Regions from separate parts of the Anser cygnoides genome. Here region 2 is linked to region 1. The links are chromatin contacts, called in public Hi-C maps. All regions are on one chromosome and are shown on one strand. Each heading gives the region's core, a stretch centred on a gene start, on an enhancer-like site or on the middle of the called end of the contact. The rest is flanking DNA. Distances are from core to core; before and after follow the strand shown.

Region 1 (3,410 bases), core at 721-3,220:
TTTTGTTTACGATGTTCTTCCTTGTTTTGATTGGCACTCTCAAAATTAATTCAGCTTTTTTTCTTCTCCCCCGCCCCCTTTTTATTTATTTATTTTTTATACAAGGCCATGAACTCCAGCCCTGCTGCCCGTGGCACCTGCATACAGGGGAACCACCGTGCTTTTGGCACTGTGAGCCTGCTGCCTGAGCTGATGGAGAGGCACAGGGGAACACGCCAAGTGCGCTTGCTGGAGGGGTAATGCAGCGAAAGATCTCGCTTGCTGCAAGAACCTATTTAGCTGGGGCACGGTCCAGCCCTTACTGCAGTCAGCAGAAGTCGTTCGTGGGTGAGGCAGATGGCTGTGGGAGAGCTGGAAGAGGTCTCGGGCCAGACGGGCCCCAGGGCGCTGAGCCCCAGCTCCGAAACAGAGCCCTGGGAGGACTGCAGCCCCCGCCTGTTTTCCGCACCACCACGGCACCACCAAGACGCACGCGGCGACAACCATCAGCCGCCCTCGCCCCTTGCCGTCCCGCCCACGCCGCAGCAGAACACGGAGCCGGGACGAGGCCCGGGGGAACCCGTCCCGAGCAACCCCGGCACCGGCGACCCCCCTGCCCCCAGGGGCCGGCTCCGGCCGCGGGGGCCGGGGCCCGGCGGGCGGCAGCCGCGATGGTGCCCCCCGACGGCGCCTCCGCCGAGCCCCCGGCGGCCGGGGCTGCGCGCGGGGCGGGCGGGCGGCAGGGGGCGCTGTGCCCGTTCGGAACGGCCGCTCCGACGGCGCGCACGCAGGCGCAGAGGGAGGCGGCGGCGGGCGGGGGCGCGGAGCCCCGGGAGCGCGGGGCCGGGCCGGGCCGGGCCGCGCGGAGGCGCTGGGGGGGGGGGCGCGGGGCCGCTGCGCTGCCGGGCGGCGCGGCCGTAGGCCCGGACCGCGGCCGGCGGGGGCACGGGCCCGGGGGGCCGGCGGCTCCCCTTTGTCACCGCCTTCCCGCTGCGGACGGGACTTGCTTCCCGTTCCTTTGTGCCGCCGTCAGGCTGCGCGGCTCCTGCTTTTTGCCCTGGTACCAGCCCGGCCCCGCAGCCCCCCTCTCCCTTGTCACTTGGCTAAGTAATAATTTCCACGTCCAATTCCATTTCTTTTCTAGTTCTGAAATCTCCGAGCCATCAGCAAGGAGGATAGTTCACATGAAAACTAATTACACAAAATCAATATTTAATCACAGCGCAGCATCCTGATCCTGCAGGAAAAAAAAAAATCCCTTTAAACTCTCCTGCCTCATACCAATACTTCTCGGCCGCATATTTATAGATCTCTCTTTATATTTGTTTATTTTTTTTTTTTTGTGGAGTATTTTTTTTTCTTTTTTAAGCTACTGACACGTGCGAGCTGCGAACACCTCAAGCGCCTCACCCTGCCGGGTGTTTCCAACCCCCCGGCGCTATCGGGCATTTATTTCCCCCCAGGGATGCCGCGCTCCGACAGCCCCGCTCCCGCTCCCGCTGGCCGCGGCCGGACCCCGACGGGGCGCCGCGCTCGGGCTCCGCGCGGTGCCGCCGGCTTCGCTGGGGCGGCCGGAGCGCCCAGCCGCTCCTTCTGCCGGCTCGCCGCGCCGCAGGGGCCGGCCGCGCCCGTGCGCTCGGAGCACCGGGACACGCCGCGGCCGGCGAGCGGCGCAGACCCCGACCCCCGCCGCCCGGTTCCGGCCTCCGCGCCCCGCTCCCCGCCGCGCTTCCCCGACCGCGCTCCGGGACTCCGCCGGCTCGGCCGGGCCGGGGCCGGCACCGGCGGCTCCGCGCGGGCTCCCCCGGCCGCCCGCGTCCCCCCGCGCCGCGGGAGCAGCGGCGGCGCCGGCCCGGGGCAGCGGCCGGAGCGCGCCGAGGGGGCGGGCGGGGCGCGGGGCCGGGCGCTCGGCGGAGCCACCTTAACGGCGAGCCCCGCCCCGGGCCGCGCGGCGCTCATTGGCGCAGCCCCGATGGCTGAAATTCATCGCTGAAATGCAAAACTTGTTGCTGCTCCGCCAGCGCCGGCTGAGAGCGGGGGAGCGCGCGCGAGGGGAGCGCCGCGGAGCCCTCCCAGCGCCCGCCCGCAGCCCCGGCCCCGGCCCCGCCGCCCCGCCGCCGCCGGAGCCCTGCGAGCCGCCGGCCGCGGGCAGCGAGCGGCGAGCGCCCGGCGGGCCGGCGATGCGGCGCGCAGCTGCCGGGCGCCGGAGCCTATGAGCGGCGGCGCGCCGCCCCGTCGGCTCTCGGGCAGCGCAGCGCGGCCGGCGCCGGGCGGCAGCGAGCGGCGAGCCGCCGGGGGTGAGCGCGGGCGGGCGGCCGGTGCCGGTGCCGGCGGCGCGGCGGCGCGGCACGATGTGAGCGGGGCCGCCGAGCCGCGGCGGCCGGTGCGGAGGGCAGCGGGACGGCGGAGCCGCGCGGGCGGCCATGCCCTTCTGAGCCGCGCAGGATGTTCGGGCTGGAGCAGTTCGAGCCGCAGATGAGCAGCCGGAGCGCCGGGCAGGGGGAGCGGGGCTTCGGCCAGCCCGGACTGAGCATGAGCGCGCACTTCAAGGCGCCGGCCTTCCCCGGCGGCGGCCCGGCGGCGGCGGCGGCGGTGGACCCGGCCCTGGGCGCGCTGGGCGAGCCGCCCCTCCTGGGCATGAACATGAGCCTGGCCGGCGACGCGTACGGCTTCCCGGGCCGCGGCCCCGCCGAGCTGCACGGCGGCGGCATGCAGCCGCCGGTGCACGGCTTCTTCGGCGGGCAGCAGCCGCACGGCGGCCACGGCGGCGCCCACCACCCCCACCAGCACCACCCGCACTTCGGCGGCAACTTCGGGCCCGACCCCGGCGCCTCCTGCGTGCACGGCGGCCGGCTCCTGGGCTACAGCGGCGCGCTGGGCGGGCAGACGGCGTTCGCCGACGGCTACGAGCACATGGCCGAGAGCCAGGGCGCCGAGGGCTTCGGACAGCAGCGCCCCGGGAACCTGCCCGACTTCCAGCACCACAGCGCCGGCGCCTCCAGCCACGCCGTGCCGGCGCCCTGCCTGCCCCTCGACCAGTCCCCGAACCGCGCCGCCTCCTTCCACGGGCTGCCGGCGGCCGGCTCCTCCGAGCCCCACGGCCTGGAGCAGCGGCGGCTCCCCGCGCAGGGCGGCGTGGACTCTCTGGAATACAATTACCCCGGCGACGGCCCCGCCGGGCACTTCGAGCTGCCCGTCTTCTCGCCGTCGGAGCCCGAGGGGCAGCTGCCGCACTACGGAGGCGGGCGGCAGGTGCCGGCGGGCGGCAGCTACCCGGGGACACCCTCCCTGCCCCGGGCACCGGGCATGGCCGTGGCCAAGGCGCACCCGCCGCAGCAGCACGGCGTCTTCTTCGAGCGCTTTGGGGGGGCGCGGAAGATGTCCGCCAGCCTGGAGCCGGGGGCCAGCACCAGGCACCCGTTGATGCAGCA
Region 2 (3,600 bases), core at 68-2,567, 190 kb after region 1:
GCGGCTGCAGGAGCTGGCAGGGGAAGCGCTGCAGGGACAAGTCCCCCACGCTGCCAAGGACACAGGCACCACCAGCAGCTGCTCGGCTCGGCAAAACTCTCTTGGGAGCCTTAGGCAGCATGAAGATGCCTTGAATGATTCCTGGCTCTGTGGATGGGATGTTTTATGGTGTCCTCCCATCTTCGGCGTCGTCAGGGTGGGACTTGGGTACTGTCACGGGGTTCATATTAAACATGATGGATCTTATTGTAATCCTTGGAGCCTACGTGAAAAGATACTCTCTAGACGTCTATAAAACATGCTGGGATTTGCAATTAAAATACCTGGGTGGTGACTGTGTGCCCACAACCAGCTTTCCCCTCCCTCTTCAGTTTAGAACAGCTCCATGTAAACCCTGTTTTGCAATAGTTGTTTAAATAACAAGCTGCCTTCAAAGGAATATATTTAGAATGGAGGGCTTTCCCCCCATAAGTACACTCTGAATGTTTGAATGATTTCAGCTGGTTTGGCGAGAGTTTCCTGTGATATCATGATCTGATCATTTCTTTGTGGACTTACTGTGCTAAGCCCTGGAAGGCTTGCAGCTCTCACGGCTCTGCTCTGCGCAGCACTACAGGCCGCACTTGCAGGCGCACACCGGCTGGGTGCAGGGCAATGGACATGGGGACGATGATGTGCCAGCCAGGCCTTCTGCAGGCCGCTGCAAGCAGCTGGGGCAGCAGCTTTCTGCTGGGCATCCACTGGCGTTTCCCTTTGGGAGCACTGTTTTCTGTAGGCACTGTTGCAGAGGAGCCATGACTGCATGACCATAGGGGGACAGCTAGCGTGGCCCTGACTAGGTACTTTCCCTGCAATTGCACGTGTGACCAGCACTGTAAGGTCTGCAAAGTCTCTGTAAGGCAGAAGGTGGGTAGGCTAACTAAAAAAAAAAAAAAAAGATCTAGCATAGAGAAGTGCATTTACAGTGTTCATATAAGCAATTGCTCTGATTTACACCTGCAGCAGGAAGAGGCCAGAAGAATTTTTCTGAATGTCAAACAAATATTGATCTTTTAGTTTTGTAAATAACTCTGCTCCACCTGCCCACAGGTGACGTGCGGCAAAGTGCCCTGCCCCGCTCTGCTGGGGACAGCTGCCTCCTCGGCTCTGCGCTGCAGCCGGTGCCTGGTGGTGCCCAGCCAGTTCCCACCCTTATCTGCTGCTTTCAGATGTTCGGGAAGGTGGGAATCAACAACTGTAGAGCTGATAGTTTTTTGGCTAGGTCATGGTCAGGTTTCTGTGATTTTTTCAGCAAAAGCAGCGTAGCAATTCATGAGCAAAAGGACAAGAGAAATATTTGCTTTCCCAGTACAAACATGTCCCTTCTGACCGGCTCAGCCCTGCAGGCCGAGTGCTGGAGTCTGGTCAGTGGGAGGCAGCACCAGGGCTCCGTGCTCCACAGCCAGCCTGGTGCTCGGGGCAGGAGGGGAGAGCCCAAGGGGAAGACCTGGGACCCAGCGTGTGCATCTGAGGACCCCGTGCTGAGCAGGCTCCTTGCGAGGGCTTTGTTCCTGGGAGCCACCACAGTGCTGGAGGAGTCCTGCTGCTCTGGGGAGGTGTAATCAGCAGCACACAGCCTCCCCAAGGCAGCTCTGATCACGTCGCCGCAGCTCTCCAAATTTTCTGTCCAGGTGAAGCTGAGGAGGGCTGGTGCAGCAGGATGAGCTCCCCTCCCTCCGGGCTGCTCCTCGCCGTGAGTAGTGCCTGCTGCCCAGCCTGGCTGTGTGCTGGCCGCCTTGCGCGTCAGAGCAGCACGCGGAGCTGTCTCGGTTCTGGTGTTGGACAAAATACGGTACAGAAGGATGTAAAATAAGCCCTGAATTACTCTTCACAGCCTCCTTGCAAACCCACCTAAAAGGAGCTTGGCTGTAGCAGAGAGCTAGGTGGCTGGAGCTGCAGACCCATTTTTCAGCTGCTGTTGTGCAGTGTCTGAAAAGAAAGGCAACTCCCACTGGATATTTTCAGTGGGGGCTGACACATGTTACTACTTCTGTAGCTGACATCAGAGGAAAACTCAGACCACTGTGGTCTACTTTGCTCTTGGAGATGTTTTTTGACCAGATATTTGTTAAATCACTCTACCTCCCCTATTTTCTTCAGCTGTTTAAGATGCTGTCTTCCACAAATAAAAGGTATCTAGGCAATGAACATCATGCACAAGATGAAAAAAAAACAAACTGTGCCTTAACTGCCAAAATGCAAGCATTTGTGCAGCAAGCTGTATACATTTTCAGTGCAAGATTCCCCTTGATATTCCCCAAAGAATTTTGAAGAATGTATTTTAAATCAAGAAGAACAAAGTCTGCTCCCCAGTTGTGAGAATGGAGCCCACCGTAAGTCCATGGTATGCAGCATTGTAGTAGTGCTCCTTGGACTGAGGCACAGGCATAAGGTCTTTCATGCGATTGAAAGAAATGCATGACTAAATAGCTTTTTGTGCTTTGAAATGTATGTTGCAGTCTCATTTGAGAAGCAGATTGAGAAGTCCCACAGCCCAGAATTTTTCATACATGCTGATCTTGACGGTCAAATCCTGCTTTCTGATCCCAGACGCGCGAGCGGTGCTGGAGGGGTGCTGCTGGCTGCCAGGCCTGGGAGGCAGCGTGGTCAGGATGCCAGGCGGTGCCTCTGCTTCGGCTTCCTTGGATGTTTTACCGTGTGCAAGGCACTGACTGAGCCCACCCATGCCCACCTCCAGGGCACATCCAGCTGTCCTCTTAGCTCTGGGCCTCCCCAAATACACTTACTGCAAGGCTAATCGCAATAAGAGTTACTCCAGCAGGGCTCCCCACTTACTGCTCTGAGCAGACGGAAGGGCCTCGTGGTGACCCCCCCCGGCCTTGGCCCTGGGGTGGGTGTGCTGGGAGGCACTGGGACACTGGGGTGGTACCTGGCCACAGCCAAGCACCTGGGAAGGATGAGCAGTGCCCTCCCCGAGCCGGGCAGGGATGGGGATGGGGATGGGGATGGTCCTACATGCTGCTGGAGCAACGTGGCCCCAGCTGCCTGGCTCTGAGAGCACCCACCCGGGGTGCAGGGAGTGGGTGCTGCTTCTGCCGCCGGCGGCTCTCCCCCTCCCAGCCTCTGGAGCTGCATGGGGCTGTCCCTGCGGCACTGGGCCCCGCACAGGCAGCTGCCCGGGGGCTCCAGCATATGCCTGCCAAGGCTTTTTCTGCAAATGCTGCTCACCAGAGAAACAAAGGGAAGCAAGAGACCACAGACGTGCAGCAAACGCCTAAATGCAAGTGTTCAGCTTATTGGGGTTATGCTTGTCTCTGTCTCTAGTGCTAATTTGAGTCAGCATCCAAGCCCAGATCCCTTCCATCACACCTTTTTTGGGGAAGGGGCAGAATGTAGCACTGATTTAAGCTGCCGTGTAATATGCACCTCGTACATTTTCTCCCTGTGTGAGATACTGCAGGACTTTCACAAGCCTTTTGGGACAAAAGATAAAGTCAACAAGGAGGAAAGCATGTTAGCAACAGAAAATAGGATTCAGACACGGGCGAGGGTCTGCCAGGTCGTGCTTCTCGCCCCAGCCGAGCTCAAGCCCCCGCTGCT

The links. A called contact is a pair of places that touch in the nucleus more often than the background predicts.
Region 2: a Hi-C map of liver shows a contact between it and region 1, with 4 times the contacts expected there. The contact joins the enhancer-like site here to the promoter of MN1 in region 1. A contact is called at or near these places in 2 of 7 Hi-C or Micro-C datasets (both in liver).

What each region holds. Positions count from the first base shown.
Region 1 is chr17:566,281-569,690 of Taihu_goose_T2T_genome, forward strand. MN1 (MN1 proto-oncogene, transcriptional regulator) reads left to right here and starts at 1,971. Exons shown (of 2, transcript XM_066979283.1): 1 at 1,971-3,410. The coding sequence starts at 2,425. It overlaps LOC106043908 (a long non-coding RNA gene), which reads left to right. Exons shown (of 5, transcript XR_010825616.1): 5 at 106-340.
Region 2 is chr17:752,639-756,238 of Taihu_goose_T2T_genome, forward strand. No RefSeq gene overlaps it. Among named protein-coding and RNA genes, the nearest start is that of MN1, 190 kb to the left of the region's middle. Within about 2 kb of position 1,318, at least 2 of the 3 cell types and tissues checked have open chromatin away from gene starts, as enhancers often do. A contact at or near this core is called in liver, where this site is marked.